Linked DNA regions of Mus musculus: regions 1 and 2 are each linked to region 3. The links are chromatin contacts, called in public promoter capture Hi-C maps. All regions are on one chromosome and are shown on one strand. The core of a region is the stretch at or near the end of the contact, and the rest is flanking DNA. Distances in the headings are between cores, read along the strand shown. Region 1 holds the start of Slc39a13 (solute carrier family 39 (metal ion transporter), member 13). Region 2 holds the start of Psmc3 (proteasome (prosome, macropain) 26S subunit, ATPase 3). Region 3 overlaps Ptprj (protein tyrosine phosphatase, receptor type, J).

What was found. Promoter capture Hi-C pulls out the DNA fragments that hold promoters and counts their contacts.
Region 1: a contact with region 3 is called in a promoter capture Hi-C map of pre-B cells, with 2.2 times the contacts expected there. The contact joins the promoter of Slc39a13 here to the enhancer-like site in region 3. A contact is called at or near these places in 5 of 39 promoter capture datasets (cranial neural crest, frontonasal cranial neural crest, maxillary cranial neural crest and 2 more), 1 of 15 datasets of contacts at CTCF or cohesin (large pre-B cells), 2 of 484 Hi-C or Micro-C datasets (the HPC-7 cell line and the N1E-115 cell line) and 3 of 115 datasets of contacts at active chromatin or transcription factors (bone marrow-derived macrophages, memory CD8 T cells and pancreatic cancer cells).
Region 2: a contact with region 3 is called in a promoter capture Hi-C map of pre-B cells, with 2.5 times the contacts expected there. The contact joins the promoter of Psmc3 here to the enhancer-like site in region 3. A contact is called at or near these places in 2 of 39 promoter capture datasets (cranial neural crest and pre-B cells), 2 of 15 datasets of contacts at CTCF or cohesin (large pre-B cells and pro-B cells), 3 of 484 Hi-C or Micro-C datasets (the G1E-ER4 cell line, the HPC-7 cell line and the N1E-115 cell line) and 1 of 115 datasets of contacts at active chromatin or transcription factors (pancreatic cancer cells).

What each region holds. Positions count from the first base shown.
Region 1 is chr2:91,068,920-91,071,887 of GRCm38.p6, reverse strand. Slc39a13 (solute carrier family 39 (metal ion transporter), member 13) reads left to right here and starts at 1,573. Exons shown (of 10, transcript NM_026721.3): 1 at 1,573-1,733. Gm39874 (predicted gene, 39874) reads right to left here and starts at 1,537. Exons shown (of 2, transcript NR_166131.1): 1 at 1,382-1,537; 2 at 265-822.
Region 2 is chr2:91,052,713-91,055,684 of GRCm38.p6, reverse strand. It overlaps Psmc3 (proteasome (prosome, macropain) 26S subunit, ATPase 3), which reads right to left and starts at 1,669. Exons shown (of 12, transcript NM_008948.2): 1 at 1,354-1,669; 2 at 1,027-1,110; 3 at 581-706; 4 at 123-227; 5 at 1-37. The coding sequence starts at 1,437. It also overlaps Gm13778.
Region 3 is chr2:90,473,608-90,476,791 of GRCm38.p6, reverse strand. It overlaps Ptprj (protein tyrosine phosphatase, receptor type, J), which reads left to right. Exons shown (of 24, transcript NM_008982.6): 2 at 1,803-1,821. Among named protein-coding and RNA genes, the nearest start is that of Olfr1274, 75 kb to the right of the region's middle. Within about 2 kb of position 1,766, at least 241 of the 459 cell types and tissues checked have an H3K27ac peak or open chromatin away from gene starts, as enhancers often do. A contact at or near this core is called in the G1E-ER4 cell line, the HPC-7 cell line, the N1E-115 cell line and 6 more, where this site is marked.

The sequences.
Region 1 (2,968 bases), core at 324-2,823, 600 kb before region 3:
CAGGACAGCCAGGGCTATACAGAGAAACTTTGACTCAGGGTTGGAGGGTGGAGGGAGGGGTATAAAAGGCTGGGGTTGTAGTTGATAGAGTACTTGCCTGGCACACACAATGCCCAGGCTGTCAGCACTGCATAAACTGGATGTAGGAGGGCACATCTATCCAGGCAGTCCACAGGTTCCAGGTCATTCTCTGCTATATAATAAGTTTAGGGGTAGTCTACATGAGACCTTATGTCAAAAATATATAAATAAATAAACCAAGAGTGGTGGCACACGTATTTAATTCTAGCACTGAGGAGGTAGAAGTAGGCAGATCTCTGTAGGTTCAAAGTCAGCCACATCTACATAGAAAGTTCCAGAACAGGCAGGGGGTTAGGGCTACATAGAACCAATCTCAAAGTAAAACGACAACAACAACAACAACCACACACACAAACACACACTGTGAGGTAGGGCATCAACTGTGATGTGTGAGTTCGGTCTGCTCTCGGAGCGCCCAGAAGGAACAAGGGACCATAGAGAGCCGCAATGGTAGGTGAGGACTAATGAGCCCCTCACTCTGTCACAGCCAGCCCAGGGGAGCACTCATTCGGCCTCTGCTGAATGTCTTCCATGTCAGTTACTGGCTGATTCCCAGAGAAGGATGCAAACATGTATCGGATCGCAAAGGAGTGGGGGGTGTTAGGCCACATCCACACCTTAGCTCCAGCTTAGACATGAGGTGGCCATCGCACGCCCTAGGGAGAGGTACATCCAAGTTGAATTCCGCCTCTGCCATATGTGTGACATATGTCTGACCCTAGGTCAACAGTCAGTACCCACCTGAAAGATAAAAACGATTTGGTAAAGTTAACACTGATTACTGAGTAAATGGTCAGTAAAGGGCTACCCTAGATCAGAGAACTGTAGCCATTGTTATTGCCACTAACTGCTCCTTCGGTCTAAGAGTTCAGGTACAGCTTTGTCAGGGTAAGAGAACACCAAGTCCTTTGTTGTATCCTGGCTTGAAATTCCAGGGCACAGGCTCTAGAAACGTGTACTGGACTTCAAAGGGTTACAGTCCTGGAGACGGTGGCCTGAGGTTCCAAGTGAAAAACCAAAGCATAAAAATAATTCGATGAGTAAGAATAAAATTCCCTCTTCTGAGGTACCCAGAGCCAGGCCCCTCCTTGCGGCAGGCACTTCCCCTTTCCCTAGCTCATGGAGGAGCCAGGCCTGCTGACTCAGAGAGCCATAGCCCTGCTCTCGTCCCGGGACGGAGCGGTTTGGCAGCCGTGCGCGCCCCCGTGTGGCCACTGCTGGAACTGCATCCTCAGAAGGACGCCACACTGAAGCCCCGCCGCCCTGTTGATCCCGGTTCCCGCGTGGGTGCCGCCCTCACCCTAGCTTAACTTGGCTAAACGCGATGCCCACGAGGGTACCCACTTCCGTCCTACTCTCCCCGCAGCCCCAGAATCCGCCCCGAGCGGAAGTGCGCTGACCGCGCGGGTCCCCCATGGTATGAGGCGGAAGCGCCTCCCCCGCCGTCGCTCCGTCTAGCCCCCCGGAGCCGCGCGCGTCGGGTTCCGGACTGTCCCGTGTGACGTGGCTGCACGCCGGGGGTGGCTCCGGGCTGGGGGCCTAGTGGTGGGGCCGGGCGAGGCAGAGCGGGGCGGGGCGCGACACTGCAGCTGGATGGCCGGGCCCGCCCGGAGCGCTGCATCTGCTGCCGCTGCCACCTCTGCCACTGCGCGGTGAGTGATCGCTGGACCCTCAGGCCGGCGTCCGGGGCGGGATGGACCGTGTCAGTTCCCAAACCTGTCGCGACTCGTCCTCAGTTTAGGAGTTGAACTTGCCTGCTCTTTGGCTCTTTACCTCTGACGTCCCACGCTCTGCCCCTCAGCCCTCCCTGCTGCCCCGCTTCTTGTCTTCTCCTTCCACCAGACATTCTAGCTCATTTTATTGACTTTCCTTTCTCTTGCTTTCTCCTTTCTCTCCATACCCCATACTTCTCTGCTGAACCTGTGGTCCCCCCTTGCCTCTGCATGACCCGCTAAGGTCTTGGCCTGGCGAGGGCCTGCCTTGGTCCCAGTGAAGCTTTGCTCGTTTGTTTGTGCTGGTGTTGGCAGTGGCGGCCGCGAGGGGTCGGGGAGGGCTGGGGCAGGGGTCACTAATTATGGCCTGAAGATTCCAGACATAGGCTTGTAGCCCACCAATCAGAGACCGATGATTTCTCTCTTAACATCCATTGGCAGATGAGGAAACTGAGGCAGTTTCAAGGTCACAGCCAGTAGAAGACGGGGCAGATCACATTTAAACTTTCCAGATTGAACTTCTGGCTTGGTTGACTCACATCCCCATCCGGCTGCCATCAGTCTGCAGAGCACATTCCTTCTGCGAGTGCTTCAGACCTCCCCTGGCATTCAGAGGACTTGCATTCCCTCCTCGATGCCAGCAGCTACCTGCATTGTCAAGTTCACCTCATATTCATCGCTGTTAGGGAGCTCTGTTACCTCATCCATTCCCTGATGAGGACACTGAGGCTCAGGCTCATAAGGGACTACAGTCAGTTAACAATCTAGAGCACCAAATTAATTAGCCATAAGTTAGTTACCACAGCCTCTGGCTCTGGCAACTGTGAGGCATCTCTTCTCTTCAGCCCCACCTCTTGTCTCTTGGTGCCCAAGAATAAGATCATTTAGGAGGAAGAGGTTTGGACTATGACTCAGTTTCCCCACCTGTGTTTCTTTGTACCACGCCATCAAGCTAAACAGTGCTGGCTTTAGACCCTGGGGTGTCTTTACCGGCACATTCTGGCAGCCAAGCCTCTCCTGGCAGCTAGAGGCACCCAACAGGGATGGTCCCTCCTCCGGTGGCTGAAGGAGCCCAGCCAGTGCCTCACCCAGTCATTAAGGAAAGTTTAGCCTCAGGCGGACACATTGACACATAGGCTGGAGCCAGCTCAGAAGGAAAATATGTGTGGTTCTTG
Region 2 (2,972 bases), core at 420-2,919, 580 kb before region 3:
CTGCATCCACCAACCCAATCACTGGCAGGAAGTATGTCTGTAGGAAGAGTTACAGGCAGTCGTAGCTACACGGAAACTCCCCCATGCTGCCCCCTGCCCAACTGTGACTGAGCCAACCTTACCTGTCGGGTAGAAGTTTTGATCACCGCACACTTGCCCTTCCTCTGAGAGTCCAGGTCAATGTTGGCACCATCCTCCTCCTGGTCATTGGGGTCAACGTCCAGCAACTAAGAAAGAAAATAGGCTCAGTTCCCTTCCCAAAATCCACTACTGTGTGTGCTCAAACAGTTCCCTAAACCCACAAGGCCACAGGCCTTCCTTCCCTCCTCAGTCTAGCCTTAAGCTTAATAAACATAGATGATGTGTTAGGGGGTTGACAACACCTTTGTTGAGGTGCTGCTTCTGTTTGCAAAGTTCATCTGCCCCAAGAAGGAACAAAAGAAGAAAATGGCAGAAATCTGTGACACTTCTAAGGTCTTTGCAGACTTAAACATTGCTTTTTACACTCTACCCTATGGGCCCCATCCCTAGATGTCTCCAAGCCTCCTGCCTCCTCCTCTTCCCACACACAGACACACACCTCGATGACATTGGAGACAAGGTACGGCAGGGTTTTGTTCACTTTGATTTTCTCACTGTTCTCTTTGATTTTGTCTTTCATGGCTTGGAGTTCATGGGTGACTCGCAATACTTCACTCTTCATGATCTGGGATAAGAGAAAACCAATGTTCAACCCTGATTCAGCCTGCATTCATTACAGCCCTCTAATAGATGAGGTCCAGGTTACCCGGGAGACCCATCCAACCAGATCTCAGGCTTTCTGAAGGCCCAGCCTGTACATGTCCAAACTGCAGAGGTCAGGACAAGAGGCCAGTGGGAAAACCTCCTGACAAAGCGGCTGTGGGACAGGGCTAGGTATTTTCCATGGGTTTGAGTGTGAATTCATCCCTCTCTGAGCCTCGGGTTCCTCATCTGTAAAATGGAGATCTGAGAACTCCGCTGCCTGCACCGGAGCCAGGAGCCCACCTTGATCTCGCTGTCTAACAGCCGTGTGCGCTGGACAATCTCTTCCGTGGACATCTTGAGCACCTCCTCCCCAATGCCATCTTGCTGTTCAAATAAGAGAAGAAGTACTTATTTACTGTAACTCAGAGCTGCCATCCCACGGTCCCACAGCCCCCTCAGCGCCTGCTTCCTTAACCCAACAGCAGGATGAAGTCGGGACAACCCAAGAAGCTCTGCAACCAGTCCAGACCGGACCTGGCCTTCCAGCCACCTCCTTTCCCGGCCTCCAAGAACGTCTAACCTTATAGCCCAAACTTTGGGACGCCCCTCAGGTCTCCCAACACTCACCTCAGCTTCATCCCACACGGTCGCCATCTTCTCCTGCCGAGTCACTGGACTCTCGGGCGTCGGCAGCAGATTCATTTCCTGCATGAAGAGGCCGAAACTGGGAGTGCGCACGAGCCCCTGAGGGAGCCCAGCGCAGCCTTTCTCAACGTCTTCTCTCCACCCGTGGAGAACTTCACCCGCGATTCCTGACGCGACAGAACGGGTTCTGTCCGCGTCTCCGAGCGAATCTGCCGCTGGGACTCCACGAACCAAACCGAGGCTACAGGGCCCGCCCCGTGGCTCGCCGGTTGCTCCGGTTTGTGCGGGAGCGAGGGCTGGGCTGCTATTGGCCGGCGTACAGGCGGGGCGGGGCTTGCTGCACAACCGGAAGAGGCGGGAGGCAGGAGAAAGCCGCGGAGTCTTTCGGGAAATGCAGTTTTTAGCCTGGCGGATAACTGAAAAGGAGTTTGCACAGGTGCCGGTGCAATCTAAGAACCCAGGTAAACTTGGAATTCACGGATTTGCAAAATGTCCAGTGTGGTGGCGCATGCCTTTAGTCCCAGAACTCTGGAGGCAGAGGTAGGCGGATCTCTGAGTTTAAGGTTAGCCTGGTCTAGAGTGAGTCCAGGAGAGCTAAGGCTACACAAAGAAACTCTTGTCTCAAAAACCAAAAACAAAAGGGAGGGAGGAAGAGGGGGGGGGGAGAGGGAGAGAGAGAGAGAGAGAGAGAGAGAGAGAGAGAGAGAGAGAGAGAGAGAGAGAGAGAGAGAGAGAGAGAGAGAGAGAGAGAGAGAGAGAGAGAAAGAAAGAGAAAGAAAGAAAGAGAAAGGTTGAAAAGAAACTGCTAGGTTTGATGGCACATGCCTGTCATCACAGACACTGAGCCACTGCAAAGATGAAGCAGAAGGATTGCTGCATATTAAGGCCACCCTGTGCTACATAGTGTATTTCTAGCTATTCTGGTCACACTGTGAGTCTTAAACAAAAATAGCCTAACAAAACCCAGATAAACCATTGCTTCTACTAATATTAATGCAGATCTAACTGTCCACATAGGGAAGTTATTTTTGTTACAATGTACTGTATATATGTTTCTACTCTTGTTTAAAGTATTATATCTACACAACTCATGTGCTGTAAAGTTCTAGTCCTTTAAAAAATTTTATTTATTTATTTTGATTTTTCGAGACAGGGTTTCTCTGTGTAGCCCTGGCTGTCCTGGAACTCACTCTATAGACGAGGCTGGCTTGAATTCAGAAATTCACCTGCCTCTGCCTCTGCCTCTGCCTCTCAAGTTCTGAAATTAAAGGCCACCACTGACTGGCAGATTTATTTATTATTATAAATAAGTACACTGTAGCGATCTTCAAATGAACCAGAAGAGGGTGTCAGATCTCATTATGGGTGGTTGTGAGTCACCATGTGGTTGCTTGGGACTTTCAGAAGAGCAGTCTTACCTACTGAGCCATCTCTGCAGCCCAAGTTCTAGTCCCTGAAAGCTGCTATTACAAACTGTTTAGGATAATCTGAAAGGCAAGTTAGTAATTAGTTACCCATAAATAATGACATTTATGGTCATGTTAGATACTAGTTTAGTTAATTACAGAAATAAGCTTTATTTAGTCTAAAGATGTTTTCAA
Region 3 (3,184 bases), core at 517-3,016:
AATTTTCTCCACTTAGAAGGTGGCAGAGCTGGTAGTTATACACAGGGACTCTGCAGTCTGAGTACCACGGTTCAAATCCAGGCCTGCCATTCACCTCTTTATTAATGAGTCGTTTGAAAGACTGAGTTTGTGTCTGGGAGCATTTTAAACAGAGCCTGGTAGTCAGTGCTCTGAATGAATTGACGTCAACATGCTGAGCACAGGGACTCCGAGCTGTGATTCCTTTTTAACTCCAACAGATGATACTCTGCTTTTGCAGGCAGTACTGTTTACCTGACTCTGAGGGCGTGGCTGCTGCTGTCCTCTTTCTTGGGATGACGAAAGAGGCTGCTAGCTGCGGCATTGGCGCTTTAGACGCGTGCTTGGCCTTTGCGGGTGCGTCCTACTGGGATATTTATGATAGTGCTCTCTGACTGGAGTTACTTTTAGACTTGTCTCTTTTCCTCATTTTTGGCAAACAGCTAGAGGGCAGGATGGTTTCAGGTGGTCCTTAGATGAATGGATTCCAGGAGGGGCAACGCTGTATTGATACCAAGGCGGGTACTATGGGCAGGTGCCAGAAGCCACCATCCTAAAGAGTGATGGTTTTGTAGTTGAACTGGGCAAAATACACTTGCTTCCTTGTGCTGGCATGGCCTCTTGTGTTCTCCCCCTCCCCTTGGGTCCATCCTAGACTGTGTTGTTGACATATTGCCTGGCTCAGATGAGCTAAGAAAGGTTAAGCTTGAGAGAGGAGATGGTAGAAAGTTTTGGGGGACCTTGGGGATTCCGTTCCATCTCAGCTAATTGGTTCTTTTCTGTGACACTTATTGAGCACCTACTGTATGCACAGTGTTTCTGCTCCTGTGGAGGAAACAGTGGTGAAGGAGTGAGGGTGGTTTAGTTTTCCTGGCTGGTTATAGAAGAGACTTCTGAAGGGGTGGCCTTTTTGGGCAGGCCCTAGAAAATAAGTTTTGGGGCACTGATTTTGCAAGAGGGAATATATGTTTAAATGTCCTAAGGGGAAATCAGCTTCAAGAATACGAGTGTCACCAAGACTAGAGGAGCCTGCTGGGTACTTAAGGGTGGATTTTTAATCTGAGGGCAGTAGGGAATTGTGGGGCATTTTCCCTTCTTTTGGTTATTTTCTTTTTCTCAGTCACCATACTTTGGAAATTCCAATTACCAAAAGCATGTATTTAAGAGACAATGGGATTTGCGACCTTGAATTACATTAGGCTTTGGGGAAATAATGTATGGTATGGATGATAGTGAGAACCGCCGAAGGGACTCCCTGGCTCCCAAACGAAAGACTAACATTGCCAACTAAATCTGTAAGGCCTCACATTCTGCTCCTTCCCAAAGCTATATACCAGATAATTAGAAACTGATTGCCCTCTACTGATAGACTAAAGAAGGTTACTATTGTATAGTGAGAGATTACAAACCTATTGACTGCACTTCAGCCATGGCTTTAACAGTAGGCTGGCCCTGGACATGGCTAAAGGGAAGAGCTTGTGGCCTGCATTTCCTTTTGTATTCTCTGTAAGGCAGTTCACCTCCCAGGGGCAGGAGGGAGCACTGGCTTGCGGAGCTGTGAAAAACACTGGGTTTATGTAGTCAGCAGCCCCATGGCCTCAGTGAACCCAGTTAATCTTTTGTATAGTTGACTTGCTCTTTCCCTGTATTTACAGCCCCAGGACGCCCTCTCCATGGCCGTCTGCCTCCCGTGCACTCGATACCCACCCCCAACTGCTCTGCTTCTGATTTGCATTTTCACGGTTGAATGGATCTGCTGACTTCCCTTTTCTTTTCCGTTACAGGTCCTGTGCGCAGGTGCGGGTGAGTACCTTGCTCCTTTCCATTCTTGTGTTGTTTGCTACTGCCCCCTAGTGGACACAGTTGCATTAATGGCTAACATGGGGGGAAAAAATCACAGGAAAAAAAGATAACAAGAATCCACTTATGGGGTTGGAGAGATGGCTCAGTGGTTAAGAGCACTAGCCTCTCTTCCAGGGGACCTGAGTTCGATTCCCAGCGGTGGCTCACAACTGTCTGTAACTCAAGTTCCAGAGGGTCTGGCATCCTTGCACAGACATGCAGGCAGAACATCAATGCATATAGAAACATAACAACCCCCCCAAAATACAATGAAGATAGAAACTGTAAGTGAAAGGAGCATTCAGTTAGTTGTTTAACCACAACTATAAAAATTCTTTGTTTTCTCAACTGAATGACGGTGATATAGCACTGTATTCCCAGTTCCTCGGGAGTCTACGTCAGCAGATTCTTTTGAGCTAGGGAGTTTGGGGGCTTCCTGGGGGACATAGTTAAACCACCAGCTCATAAAATCATTGGATTTCTTGTGATTTTCTTTCACCAGCCCACACCCATGTGTGAGATAAATATACTGAAACTGTAATACTGAATATTTCTATTTTATGTGATATGTATTATTTTGCAAGCACTTTCTTATGTTGCTGTTTTACTACACTTACAATATGGTGTTGTGGGATTATAGAAATTCTTGGAAAGCAGAGATAGCCTCCTATATTTTTTGATTTTGCGTGTCAGCCTGGGAGTGAGTCTATAGCTCATGGTTGCGTACTTGCCCGATACATATGAAGTTCTGGCATCCTTTGAAAGGTAAGTTATACAAAGTTCCTTTCCTCTTGGCCCTCCAGTGCTGTGTGGAGGCCTGAGTCCCAGTTGGAGCTGGGTACTTTTCCTGGTCTGTAGGAAGACAAGATAAATACAGATGCCTGCCTAATATTATGGTGACGATGGTTTATATAGCTAAATACATCCAGCTGAAAGCACTGTTCTGGGATCAAGACCTTACTGTTTCTGTAGGAGGATAATAGTAGTTACTACTTTAAAAAAAGGTATATTTTTGGGAAAAAAATGGTAGCATTTTTTGCCCCTAAAATTCAGGACTTTTTTTTTCTTTTCCAGCAAAGCCAAACCGAACCAAACCAACCAACCAAAAAACAACCCAAAGCCTAGGACTCATTGAGATAAAATGATTGGCTTGGTCTCCCCAAGGAGGGCAGAGCTTGCTGAACCCCTCTAATAAGGCAAATCTTTGTTAATAGCAGTAATTATGCAGAACTTTCACAGACAGTGGGGTGCCCACACAGGCAGGCACTGTCTCTCCCGTGAGCCAGCCTGGTAGATAAGTTGGAGAATAGCTGGAGCTCTGCAG